Linked DNA regions of Ovis aries: region 1 is linked to region 2. The links are chromatin contacts, called in public Hi-C maps. All regions are on one chromosome and are shown on one strand. The core of a region is the stretch at or near the end of the contact, and the rest is flanking DNA. Distances in the headings are between cores, read along the strand shown.

Region 1 (2,700 bases), core at 139-2,638, 110 kb before region 2:
AGGGTGGAACAAGGGTGATGTTCTCGGGATGGGCTGGCCCGGTAGAGAGGCAGAGAGGGGGTCCCCAGGGAGCTGAGCTTAGCTGTCTGCCCCGACCTTGATTCCTGGGCCAGAGGGGGTGGAGGACACAGCCTGTCTCTGGGGCATCACCATCTGCTGTGGATGACATCGGCCACTCCCACCCTCATGGTCTTCTCTTTGAACCCCTGACTCAGCGAGCCTCAGTCCAAAAAGCAGAACTAGCTATTTTTGCATCAAAAAAAAAAAAGAAAAAAGTCAGGCAATACACTTGCTGAACTCCTTCCTGACCCTGAAACTCTTACTCTTTGCACTTAACCCCTTGTTCTTCCCTTGTTCTCTTTGCTCTCTTCTCAGCTGTTAGATTGCGAGGTGGTGTCACTATTGGTAAAGAACCCGCCTGCCAATGCAGGAGACTTAAGAGACCTGGGTTCAATTCCTGGGTCGGGAAGATCCCCCTGGAGAAGGAAATGGCAACCCACTCCAGTGTTCTTGCCAGGAGAATCCCCATGGACAGAGGAGCCTGGTGGGTTATGATGGAGTTGCAGAGTCAGACATGACTGAAGCGACTTAGCATGCATGTACTCGTATTTGGGGGGCTTCCGTCGGGGCTCAGCGGGTAAAGAACCTGCCTGCCAATGCAGGAGACATGGGTTTTGATCCCTGGATCTGGAAGATTCGCTGGAGAAGGAAATGGAACCCACTCCAGTATTCTTGCCTCGGGAAATCCCATGGACAGAGAAATCTGATGGGCTACAGTCCATGGGGTTGCAAAAGAGTCCGTCCTGACCTACTGGCTAAACACCGCGGCCACCACCCTCATCCTTAGCGAAGATCTTCAGAGGAAAGGGCTGTTCTGTGGTCGTGGAGGCTGGCACACAAAAGGTTCTCCCTAAGAGTCAGCTGATGGCACGTGAATCCAAAACCCCGTGCCTACCCTGATGTGGAGGTTTCTGAAATGATGGCTGTTTGTTTATTCACTTGTTCAACCAATGTTCATTCAGCACCTCCTGAGAAGCCGAACTTCTGCTGGGGACCGGCGCTACAGGGACCAAAAAGACCCCAGGGCTCTGTTCTTATGGAGATGATGCTCTTGTAGACCTCAGTATCTGAGTGGTGAACACAGCTGTCATCACAGAGCCTTCTCTGGCCATTGGATATAAAATCCCCCTTCCCTGTTTTATTCTGCTTCCCAGAACTTAGCATCACAAGGCATAATATATACTTGTTTGTGTGGAGTGGGTTTTTTTTTGGCTGTGCCATGGAGCTGGTGGGAGCTCCCTGAACAGGGATGGAACCCTGCCCCCTCCCGACCACCAGACCAGCCGGGAAGTCCCTACTTGTCTGTTTTGGTCAGCCTTGCACACAAAAAGGAGTGCTCTTTGAGGGCCATTTGTCCATGGCGTTCACTGCTGAGTCCCTATAACGATGGCTAGCACGCAGTAGGCACTCGACATATATATTTCAAATCAGTTTGTTCAATGTACTCTGCAACTCTCTAGAAGACCTTTGCAGCAAAACTCTCCAGGGAGCGCGTTAAGAAGAGCCCCAGGACTTCCCTGGCGGTCTGGTGGTTAAGATTCTGTGCTTTCAAAGCAGGGGGCGTAGGTTCAACTTCCCTCAGTCAGTCGGGAAAAGAAGATCCCACGTGCTGCCCAGCATGGCCAAAAAAAAAAAAAGAAAGAACTCCAGAGGGTCAGCACGACAGATTACGACCATCCAGAGCTTTACGGAGTGCAAAGCAGGGAGGTGCGCTGGGCTGAGCACGAACCCTCATCTCTCAGGGGTCTGGTTTACTCCTTGTAAAGTGGACATAACGTTGCCGGCCTTCGGGGACCATTTGTCCACTGGAAAAGGGAATGGGTGTGAACCGCCCCGCCCCACCCCCCGGGACCTGGCGCTTCACGCTTGAAGGCTGAGCACTGCGGTTTCTTTATTACTGGAGCTTCTCAATTTCATGTGGACTTTATTACTATCATCCCTGTTTTAACCCACAAGGAAAACCCAGCTCACAGGGTCTTAGGAGTTTGCTCACACAGGCTCAGGCAGGACCAGAGCACCCCAGAGGGACAGAACCCCGCGCACAGCGCCTCGCCTGTGGCCGCAGGGCAGCCGGCTCTGGCAGCGTCGCCTCCTGCGCGCCCTCCTCTCTGCTCCTCCGCCTCCGTTTGCCATTCCTCGTTCTCAGTGCGCCACCCCACCCACCGCTGTGGGAAAAGGAGAGCTGTGGAGAGAAGCAAGCCAAAGGGGAAGTTTGTGCAGTTGGTTAGGAAGCGAAAGTCGCTCAGTCGTGTCCGATTCTTTGCAACCCCGTGGACTATGCAGTCCATGGAATTCTCCAGGCCAGAATCCTGGAGTGGGTAACCTGTCTCTTCTCCAGGGGATCTTCCCAACCCACCGATCGAACCCGGGTCTCCCGCGTTGCAGGTGGACTTTTTACCAGCTGTGCTATCAGGGAAGCCTAGTTCGTTAGTAGGTGAAAGGCAAATCCTCCTCGGCCCTCACCTTCCCACCCATTCTGCCGCTTCCCTCGGTGTTCCCCCCGCCCCCATTTCTAAGCTTTAGGATTCCTCTGCCTCCCAGCATCTAAGTTGATGGGGATTCTGGTTCAATCAGGTGGGATGGGCCATGAGACTCATTAGCATAAATCAGGATATTTCTTGCAATTGAGAGGTACTCAGA
Region 2 (2,700 bases), core at 112-2,611:
CCCCCAATCTTCCCCTCTTTATTCAGGCAGAAAGAATAACAGATCCCCTTTCCAAAAAAGACAAAAAGAGAAAACACGCCCACTAATTCTCCAGATATGCCAGGAGAAAACGGAGAGGAAATGGACGCTGGAGTCCAACTTCTCTCTCTGTCTCATTAGTTGTTGGGTTTTAGGCATTTATTTGCATGGATCCCTTTGCCCGGCATCTTGGAAACACCACCCGTGTGTTTTGAGAGACTGAGCTCTAGGGGGCAATAGTTCTGGGCAAAGGCCAGCCAAGGGACGCACTGGCTGGCTGCTCTCCCCGCAAAGCACTTTGCCTTCCCGCCTTGTGGCTCTGAGCAGAGTCGGGCCTCACGCACACTGCTCCATCTTGTCCTGTCTCCCTGCCCCCGTCAGATCAGCCTGCAGAAAGTCCCAGCACGCTCGCAAAGGCTCACCTTCTGTTCCACTTAAAGTTTCCTTAGAAATCCACGTCCCCTGGGGCCCTGTTCCCCTGTGGGCTTGTGAAGCTTTGTTTCCCGCCTGCCCTCCTGGAACCAAATACCAGGGAAGTCGTGGGTTTGGGGAGAGAGCGGTGGGGACCCCGCTGGGCCCAGGACACCAGGACGAAGCTGCGGCGCCCCAGAAGCGGCCCGCCCTGCCAACATACACAAACACGAGGTCTAAACTTGACACTGTGTGATTGGGCCCAGAACAATATGTATTCTGAATTCATTTATGTGAATGACTTCGGCGTTTGAGGACCCACTGGGGGAACCTTTATCAAGCTGCATTGGCCTTGTGCAGAAGTCTGTCTTTGTTCTGAGAAGTGGCCTCGAAACACACCCTCTTGAGCTGTCTCCTGGATTGTCATCCCCTCTCCCATTTCAAAAGATGTGCGGATGCAGTCTTGAAATCCTGCCTGCAGGAGAGGCAGACATTGAGAATGAAGGAAATAATCTATGTACTTACTTCTGCTTTTCCTTTTCCCAAACCTCACTGTTTACTTTTTTTTTTAATGTAACCAAGCCATAATTACATTTTACTTGTCGTGGTTCAATCTGATTGTATTGTTGAAGGACTATTTTTGAACCTGTCCAAATAAACTCTGCCAAGTCTCCCCACAAGGATGTAACAGGGCTGGAGCAGCCTTCACCCCGAGTGGCGCTGAGACAGACCATCTCCTGTTGCGTGCTTTCTGATTACAGAAATGTCAAGGGCTGGGAGGGAGAAAGTGGGAATTCTCAGTACCGAAAGGAATGTTAAATTTAGAATCACCAGCTCATCTGGAAGCCATCACCACTCTAAGTGTGCCGCAAGCACCATTTCCCCTTGGACACCACCAGGGGTGATGTCAAGCTTAACAGACCTGGGCAGGAGCGGGGCGAGCGGGGCAAGCAGGGCTCGCCAAGCAGCCTCAGCCTCTTGCAGGGTGAGTGTGAGTCAGGGTGACTGCTAAAGCGGTCAGGCGCCACAGAGGCAGGGCAGGGGGTAGGAAGAGGCGGGGCTTACACGAGGAGAGCGGTAGGGTTCCCAGTCTAAGACCTGGGTCCAAGTTCCTGCTCCACCACTTAGCTGGATGTGACTGGGAGTCGGGGTGGTGGGGGGCGGGGGGCGGGGTTCCTCAATCTCTTAAAACTTCAATTTCCTCTTCAATAAAGAGGAAAAGGTCATCTCTACCTTATAGACACTGGGGGTCAAATGTATACCTAACAGGAGTATCCAAAAGGGGGTGCTGCTATTTGAATCAGAGTGCATGGTGTTACTGGTAGTCAGGGGGCTGTTCTAAAATGCTGCTGCTGCTGCTGCTAAGTCACTTCAGTCATGTCTGACTCTGCAACCCCATAGATGGCAGCCCACCAGGCTCCCCCATCCCTGGGATTCTTCGGGCAAGAACACTGGAGTGGGTTGCCATTTCCTTCTCCAACGCATGAAAGTGAAAAGTGAAAGTGAAGTTGCTCAGTCGTGTCTGACTCCTAGCAATCCCATGGACTGCAGCCTACCAGGCTCCTCTGTCCATGGGATTTTCCAGGCATGAGTACTGGAGTGGGTTGCCATTGCCTTCGGTTCTAGAATGAAAAGGGCATAATCCTTGGGCTCAGGGAGTTGGTTCTTAGAGTGAGGTCTGAGGGAGAGAACAGGTATCTCTGATGAGTTCCTGCTAATAAGGAGGCTGAAAATTGCTGGAAAACAACGCATCTTCATGCACCAGTATCCGTGTCTTCATCGCTCTGCTCCACCGAGACACTCCCGAACAGGAAAAGCCTCCTGAAACTCCACCCGAGCTTCTCAAAGACCAGAGTCACTGAGCACACGGCCTCAGTGCTAGACCAAGAGGCGAAGGAGGGAAAAGGCCACTGAAGAAATTCAGTGGGAACCCAAGGCCTCCAGGAGCTTCTGCTCTGGTAGGAAACAGGACCGCCTTCATCCTGATTCCGCATTCCAGGTAATTGGCTTCAGTTGTGTGATCCTCACTTAAGGGCGCTCAGAGCCAGTAGACATAAGTGAAGGAAGACGATGTCAGGAATCCTGGAGGAATTCAGGAGTGGGTAGAAGCTGAGTCTTTAATAGGGAAGAAACTGGGACTAGAAAAAGGAGCTCATTATCAACTGTCAGTCATCTTTATTCCTGGTCTAGCCAGTCTGAGCCTGGCAGAACGTAATTTGATCACTTCAAACGAATATATAATAATAGTTTGTATTTATTGGGCACCTGCTC

The links. Hi-C and Micro-C count contacts between places; a contact is called where the count stands out from the background.
Region 1: a contact with region 2 is called in a Hi-C map of skin fibroblasts, with 2.2 times the contacts expected there. The contact joins the promoter of CAPZB here to the enhancer-like site in region 2. A contact is called at or near these places in 3 of 16 Hi-C or Micro-C datasets (hypothalamus, skin fibroblasts and tail adipose tissue).

What each region holds. Positions count from the first base shown.
Region 1 is chr2:246,876,848-246,879,547 of ARS-UI_Ramb_v3.0, reverse strand. CAPZB (capping actin protein of muscle Z-line subunit beta) reads right to left here and starts at 1,388. Exons shown (of 9, transcript XM_027965602.3): 1 at 1-1,388.
Region 2 is chr2:246,766,417-246,769,116 of ARS-UI_Ramb_v3.0, reverse strand. NBL1 (NBL1, DAN family BMP antagonist) reads left to right here. Exons shown (of 5, transcript XM_060411486.1): 2 at 1-2,428. Among named protein-coding and RNA genes, the nearest start is that of NBL1, 5.4 kb to the left of the region's middle. Within about 2 kb of position 1,361, at least 5 of the 54 cell types and tissues checked have an H3K27ac peak or open chromatin away from gene starts, as enhancers often do.